2 separate regions of the Zea mays genome follow, and region 2 is linked to region 1. The links are chromatin contacts, called in public Hi-C maps. All regions are on one chromosome and are shown on one strand. Each heading gives the region's core, a stretch centred on a gene start, on an enhancer-like site or on the middle of the called end of the contact. The rest is flanking DNA. Distances are from core to core; before and after follow the strand shown. Region 1 holds the start of LOC100382159. Region 2 holds the start of LOC109943479.

What was found. Hi-C and Micro-C count contacts between places; a contact is called where the count stands out from the background.
Region 2: a Hi-C map of tassel shows a contact between it and region 1, with 2.6 times the contacts expected there. The contact joins the promoter of LOC109943479 here to the promoter of LOC100382159 in region 1. A contact is called at or near these places in 3 of 25 Hi-C or Micro-C datasets (ear, leaf mesophyll and tassel).

What each region holds. Positions count from the first base shown.
Region 1 is chr1:191,864,645-191,868,638 of Zm-B73-REFERENCE-NAM-5.0, forward strand. LOC100382159 reads right to left here and starts at 1,496. Exons shown (of 8, transcript NM_001366774.1): 1 at 1,287-1,496.
Region 2 is chr1:192,215,915-192,220,038 of Zm-B73-REFERENCE-NAM-5.0, forward strand. It overlaps LOC109943479, which reads left to right and starts at 1,719. Exons shown (of 2, transcript XR_002749676.2): 1 at 1,719-2,369. It overlaps LOC103641996, which reads right to left and starts at 1,413. Exons shown (of 7, transcript XM_008665309.3): 1 at 1,238-1,413; 2 at 1,029-1,135; 3 at 94-162. The coding sequence starts at 1,370.

The DNA.
Region 1 (3,994 bases), core at 246-2,745:
AAACTTTAGCCAGCTAATTTGGCCAGCTGAACTCTATGATGTGAATTCCAAACAGGACCTAACTCTGTGATGTGAAATTGAAATCAAAGTGCCGACTGCCAATGGACAGGACCGGTAAAGAGTTTTATTGGGATCCCATCTATTTTAGGTAGTTGATCAAGGTTAAGCTGCACTTTGGTGATCCAAACAGCCCTACTAAATTTGGTGGTAGTTAATGAATGGCAAGATCGTTGAACTCAAAAGCTTATCTCAGACATGACAACTCAAAAGCTTACCTTGAACACGAGTACCAATCAGAATCGGTACAAGACGGTTACCTAGAGAGAACTATAAAACGACTAAATTACCACATAAATAGGGAAACGCACCACCGAACTGCACTCTACTCAAGGTAAAGACAGTAGCAGCATCATGGAAAGGTTGCCAAACATGCATCAGGAGCCACTCGCGAACCAAAAACCTTTTCCCCACTCCATGACACAAATCAAGAAACGGTAACAGCTGCCGGAAATGGCCAATCACAAAACCCAGAGCGGGGGTAGGCTGGCCGCCTGGCCCAGGGCCTCCCTCCCGTAGTGGCCAGGAACAGGCAATTCAATACTCCGAGCACACGAACAGCTTAAAAGGGGGAGAACATTCCTTCATAAATGCGGACCAATCCAACCAAACCGCCGCCACGAAACTCTAATAATAAATCCGCAACCACCTCGCCGGTCGTGCGGGAGCGGATCCGGAGAAGGGAATAGCAGGGCAACGAATCCGGAAGCAGTAACCAAGCACCGACGCACCTGGCCTGCCCATGACAACGGCTAGGCGCCGGGATTCAGAAATGCGGATCGCGGACTAGCTAGCGCCCGCCAGGCGTGATCCTGTCCCCACGCGCCTGCCCGATTCCCTCACGAAATCTCATGAATGGGGGGAACAAAATTAAAACTTGGTAGACAAGCAGAACAATGCTGCCGTCACGGAGCATACAAAGGCCCCAAACTCAGGTGGAGCGGCGGAGGTCCCGGCCCGGCAGACAGAACCGCTCCCCGGAATCGAGAGCCGAAGCCAGAGAAAGCTTAGAAACAAGTTCAAATCCAGCGGGCGTTAGTAATCCGCGGCCTAGCAGAGAGAGAGAGAGAGAGAGAGAGAGAGAGAGAGAGAGAGAGAGAGAGAGAGAGAGATCCGGCGGAAGCTTCCGTTCCGCGGCGCAGGGCTCCAGGCTCCTCCACACATAACATAACACGAGATAGAGAGAGAGAAGGCAAGGGAGTGGCGAGAAGCGAAGAGCAGCGGCTCACCGTCTCCGCGTGGGCCGGCTTCAGTCACCAGCAGCAGACCACACCGAGTCGCCAACCGCAGCGCGATCCAATGCGGGAGCGAGCAGCAGGGCGGCGGCGCGGGAGGCGACGACGACGCCCGCGACCGGCCGGCGTGCTCCGGGTCGCGGCCTGCCTTTGGCTGGGGGTCTGCAACGCCCCGTGCGGCGTGCGGAGGGGAGGGAGATCGTGGTGGGCGAGCGGGCGAGTGGTTGCTCTCCTCTGCGCTCTGCTTAAATCCAACCGACGTCAGGAAGGCGAGTGTGCGTCTACTGCTGTCTGGGTGTATGTGTGTGCGCGCTTTTCTTTTCTTCTTTTTGGGCTCGGGAATTGGCCGGATCCGGTCACCGCGTGGTGAGGTGCACGCCGGCAAGTGGGCCTTCCTGTTTGTTTGTTTTTTTGTTTGACCCTTTTGATTGGCATTGTCCGAAATTCATTTCTATATATGCATTCTTTTTAGTTTGGGAACGTATCATATGCTTATAGAGCTCTTGTGCTCATATGAGCACTTTAAATCTTGTACCTTCATTTCTTATCAAGTGTGAATAAACATTTCTTAGTTTCTTCTGTGTGCCACCCTTGTTGTGCCGCGTTGACTGTCTCTTCTGTGTGCCACTGCTGCCCTCACCTCCTAGATGAGAAATAAATGCATCAGATTTAAAGTGTTCATATGAGTACAAGAGCTCTATGAACACAGGATGCGTTCCCTTTTGGTTTGTAACGGTAATTTGTACCTGACAATAGAAACTACAAAGCAAAACCCGACCCATAAAACCCATCGCAAAACCATCCTCTCTCCACGTTCGAGGGGTGGTAATAGATTAAATGTTACTTCACCATTTGTTTGAGTCTTTAATTAATTTTAGTTAAAAAACAAATAGAAATATAGTCCGTTTGTAATCAGATCTGATTTTTATTATATAAAAATCTACAGCTCATTACCCCTCCGTCTTACTGGACGTACGGTATTTTTTTAAAAAAACCAATCTAGATACGATGACTACGTGATAATCAATAAAACCACAAAGGAACAAAGAAGCCGTCCTTCGTCAATATCAGCGGCCTCCTTTAATTTGTCACCACCTCTGCTCTGATCCCCCTCCTCTTTTAAATGTTCCATTGAGGCTTTATTCCCGCTTCCAGTCGGGGGAGGGACAAGCACTTTCTTCGTGGATCCTTCCTCCAAAGTCCAAACACACATCGCCATGCACCAGCTGGTCTGGATGTAGATCACGGACCCCTTTTAACCTTTTTTGTTCACGCGAGTAAAAAAAAAAAAATTGTAATGTTCGGTTGATGCACAGCCAGTCATAGCACAAGCGGCAGCAGAAGACATTCGTTCCCTCCAATCACTCGGCATGGCGTCTCCGGCCTCCACATGCCAATTGGCATGGCCCCTGTCTCCCTCCCTAGGTGTATATATGATAGCACACTACTGTTATCATCACTCAACTCAATCCATGGCTCCATGCTATGCATGCTCTACCCTCGTCCTCGTGCACCAAATGTGCGTGCTCCATCGGCAGTCACCCCCTCCTCTATCAAGAACCTGGAGAGATCGCCAGCCCCAATCATGTCGCCGAAAGATGCAAGGCCATATTCTCACTTGTGCGGTGCTGCTGCCGTGCAGATTGGGAGAGAGAAAAAAAACAAGAAAACAAGACGGAATAAAAAAGCGACCCGTCCCCTTTTCTTCTCCAAGCATCTTTTGTTTTATTTATATATATATTAATATGTATACACATTACAGAGAGAGAGAGAGAGAGGGGGTGACCTGACTCCGATGCGACGCGACCAAAGTGGCAAAGTGCCCAGCCGGATGCGACCGGCAGAAGCTGTCGGTGGCGGTACAAGCCACCGGCCAGCTCCGGTAGCCGGGGGCCACCGGCAGTGCTGCTCAGAATCGACCGTGATGTATGACAGGCCCGCCATTTCTGTGTGCTTCGTGTGCCATGCCAACAAACCCCACACCACGGTAGATCGTCGTCGTCTGCACTCTGCTACGCCTAGGGGTGGGCATTTTAAAATCGAAACCCGAACCTGAACCGAACCCGAACCCGAATAGACCGAATTATCGGTCTATTCGGGTTTTCGGGTTCGGGTTCGGTTCCTATATGTGCTATATTTCGGGTTATGGGTTCGGGTTCGGTTCCTAAGCTTTAAAACCCGAATAGACCGAATAACCCGAAATATAAAAAACCTCTTAATATATGATGATATTATTATATGATTTATGAGTTTATTAGCTAAAAATTATGATATCATCTTAACAATAATATATATATCTCAGTATGATATTTTTTATAGTCACTTATTGTAATAATAGTACTTCCAATTAATTATAAATTGTATATATTTTAACAAAAGATAATAGTCTCTCTACTATTCGAGTCTATTCGGTGGACCGAATAGACCGAACCGAAATTGTGGGTCTATTCGGGTTCGGTTCCTAAAATTATTTTGGAAATTTCGGTTCTCATTTTTCATAACCCGAAATTTCAAAAACCCGAATAGACCGAACCGAATTACCCTAATAGACCGAATGCCCAGCCCTAGCTACGCCGCTGACGGCCGGTGGGAGGCCGCTTTCAGATCTCAATTATCCTAGTCGTCCGGGGCCAAAGACGACGATCGAGGCTTTTTGGATCGGAAGAGGGAGCACAGTTTAGACGCTTGGAACCATTCACAGC
Region 2 (4,124 bases), core at 469-2,968, 350 kb after region 1:
TAGATGGATGAAAGACATGGGGCAAGAAAGATGCTGCTGCATCAAGAACCCCTTACTAAATAACACAGAAAATAATCCAGAGACTAACCTTACCCCGACAAGATGCAGGCCAACTGCAGATGCTGCACATGTCCTTGCAATGGACCCTGTATTTCCTGGTATCTGTGAAGTAGTCACCCATAATTCAGTAACGACAGCATAAGCAAGTCAAAAAATCAAGTTAATAGTGTTATATTGCAACTAGTTACTAGTTTGCAACACTAGTATGGCATGCCTTAATCCAGGTAGTATTGCACGGCAAATATATAGTTACTGGCAGGGCCGACGGCAGAGAGAGGCAGAGGGGGGCAATGTCCTCCCCTAATCCTTTCCTAATTTTATAGAAGTCATTATCATTAAATTTCTTAGCTAATCACCCTAAAAATAACGCAAAATACCCTCTAGCGGCCCCTCTCAATCTAGTTTGCCCCCCCCCCAACCAAACTTTAACTCTGGCTTCGCCACTGGTTACTAGCTTACCCACTCACCCCAACCAAACTTTAACTCTGGCTTCAACCTATTGTCCACCGAGCAAAACAGCAGGTAGATTAGGATATCTTGTATTATCCATTCAACACATGTTATATGGTATTGTTCATGTGGTGTACGATTTAAAGTAGTAGAGTGCCGTTCTGTGTCTGTAAAAACAGATTAGACTAGACCCCCTCTCTCTATCTCTATATTTATTTGTATGCCGACAGATCATACAAGGGTTAGAGTTATTCTCTTCCGTATGATGAACCGAATCTATCAGATTTAGGCATCCTCACACGTGGGAAGTTGAACAGACAATATCATCACAAGGCGCAGTGCGCCACTCCCAACTCTTCTTATACAACCAGTGACCGTATAATTCGAGCTCAAAATGGAAGACAGACTATATATCGCATCCCATTGCATCAATAGGATAGAACAGCAGTCGGCCACATGAACGAGAGAGCTGAAACCTCAAAAAATTAAGGCAGCAGTTAGTACTTACTACCACTTACCAGCGGCGAGACGAGCACGACATGGAGCATCCTCCTGGCGCGCGCCACCTCGACGCCGCTCCCCACGGGGCCACCCGCGGCGCCATTCCCATCTCCATTAACAGCGACTGCAGAGACGTTTGCGAGCGTGGGGAGGGACGTCAGATACACAGACACGCCGGAGCGGTAGGAAGTGGAGGGGGGAAGTGGGGGAATCCCTTGCCACTCACGGGAGCAGAAGGCGGCCATGCGGCGCTGGCGCTGGCGCCGGAGCCGGGTGGCACGCGCGGCCGCGAACCCACCGAGGCCACCGCCGCCGCCGCCGAAGTAGCGGTGGCCTAGCGCGCGCAGGCCGGCCTCCATCTGTTGCTCTCGAATAATCCGACAGCGATCGGAGGGATAAGGCGGAAGGGAAACGGGCCGTGGGCCTTCGGTCCGAACTGCTTTGTGCTGCAGTGATGGGCTCCCGGGTTCGTCGCTACGGGAAAATGTGGAGTGGGCCAGCTGACTGCTCTGGACACGGTTCACGTCGAGCAGCCACGGAATGAGGAAGAGGGGCACCAAAACAAAAAGTCGCTCGAAGCGAGTGTGCCGGGTCCAGTCCAGCCATCGCGGTCCTCCCCTGTATTGAGCACCTGTCCTGTCCTGCATACCCAGAGATAGATTGCGCTGCCTCCTCTTTCTTCTGAAATGGCAACACACTCAACCTCCCATAAATGGCCGATATATAAACACGACACGCACACCTAGGTAGCTAGCCACTCGCCACCCACGCAAGCGAGCGAGCGACGCCGAGGCGCGCAGATCGGAATCCCCGCCCCCGGTTCCTCCTCGCTCATCACGCCGTCCACCGGCTACCGGAAATCCACGTCCCACAGCCGGCTCGTTGCGCTCGCAAATGGCCACGAGGGCCGCGGAGGCGCCATCTCCCCCGCCGCCGAGAGAAGAAAGGACATGAGCAAACTCTAGATAGCGAAGCGGTTGGGCTTCCTCCTGATCTCCTCCCGCAGCTCCCGCTCCAGCCTGCACCTGCGAAACACGAGGGAGATGCCTGTGCCCCTCTCTCCCCTGACGCCCCTCCTTCCCGCGCCCCTCCCTCCCCCACCACCTCTTCCTCCACCTGGGTTGCAGGGGCTCTCACGCAAAGCCCAGAAGCCGGCGAGCAGAAAATCTCATTCTCCCTGGACAAATTCGCAAAAGAGCAACGCAGGGGGAAATCGGCCTGGTTCGTGGATTCCTGAAGAGCATGGATGGGCCGTGAAAGCGGATGACCCGAGGAAGGGGCAGCCAAGGTGTCTCGACTCGGGCTCCATCTCCAGGGGGTGGATCGCAGCCCAGAAGGCTGGCAACAAGTTGAACGAGGTAGGGTTTCCTCTTGATCTTATTGGTGCTCGATCCCCAGAACACCTGTCCGTGCTTCTAGCTTCGCTGTGGGCGCTGCCTACCCACAAGCGGAGAGTTTCTCTGGAGGGTGGCGATCCATCCCTTTCCGCCCGCCAGACTTTGGTCCTCAGCCAGGAGGGGGAGGGGGTGAGCTCGCTGGTGAAACTTCAGAGAAGATGGACCCAAGGCTGAAACCCTCACAGTGGGATCGGTGGAACTCTAAGGAGGCGAGGAATCCACCCAATGCTTGGGGAAGACACCGCAATATGAGCTGGCGACTCCGACCCTCACACGTGAAATCTGAGGGAGAGGTGATTGGATCATCATCTGGTGACATGAATAACCCAGGTAACCCTAAATCCCCGACTCTCCCTGGGATGCTGGAGGTAGAAGGAAGTCGTCGCACATTCTGCCAAAAATGCGGTGATGAAGGTCATCATGCCAGAGATTGTTCTAGGGCTTTGTGGTGTGATATCTGCATGAAAGAGACTCATGTAACTGCGAAATGTGTGTGGCCAAGACAGAACAAACCTATTATGCCATTAGTGGGAATGGCAGCAGATGGTTTGAGTTTTTACTCCTCTCAGTTTGGAAAGAACATTTCCAAAAAAAACAAAGAGGAGCCTGTTGGGATTAGTCAAAATTGTGGAGGGGATTGTGTCTGCTGGTGATCTGGAGAGGGATTTTAGCTTCCATTTTCCATGGGGACGACCCTGGAAAGCTGATAAGTGTCATCTTGGTTTCCTGATGCAATTCCCATCACAGGACAGGCTTGATGAACTGACCAACTTTACTGAGTTGAAGATGAAGATTTCAGGGGTTAAGATTGTAGTAACTGTGTGGAACTCTCAGGTTTTGGCTAAATCCAGATTGCACTCAGTTTGGATTAAGGCCGATAATGTGCCTGAAGAATTGTTGAACTATCAAGCCATATGTGAGTTGGGTTCGGTTTTAGGAGCTGTGGAAGAAGTGGATCTGGCCGCTCTGAAATCCAATGACATGGTTAGATTTAAAGTGCATGTGAAGAGCATCGCGAGGATTCCACCTGTCATTGAGATAGGAGTCAAGCATCTCTTATATGACATTTATTTTAAGGTGGAAAAGGTAGAAACTGAAGGATGGAATGAGGAAGAAGCTAGTATGAGAAAGAGATCTTCTGTTGATTTACAGCCGAACGAGTTCGGTTTGGGTGACAATGGAGGGAAAAAACCCAAAAGTGATATTCATGAAAGTGGGAAGGTCCCTCTGATTCCTGTAAATCAGAAAACATCTTCCTCTGAGTTTAAAGAAGCAATGTTTGCTACAGATCCACAAACCAATGAATGTGACAAATGCAATGAAGAGGGGGAAAATCTGGGGGATGAAAACAATGAGAAGGTAGACTTTGAAGACAGTGATGAAGACCTTCTTAGTTCCCAAGAGCTTAACAACTTTGTGAAAGGAATGGGTGTTGAGATAGCGGATGAGCAGGAATTGGAGATGGATGAGGGTGAACTCCTCAAAGTTCAAGATGAGCAACAAACTGGTAAGGATAAAAAAGGTAAAGCCAAGTTGGTAGATCAAGTTGAAGGCACAAGGAAAAGTAGCAGACTGGAGGCAAATGAAGATACCAGGATTACGGACAAAGCCATCAACAGAGCTGAAGCGAAGGATGCCTTCTTGAACATAGGTAACAACCCCAACCCTTTCTCTATCTTAAATTCTGAAAACAGCTTGCTGATTGATATAGCTAAC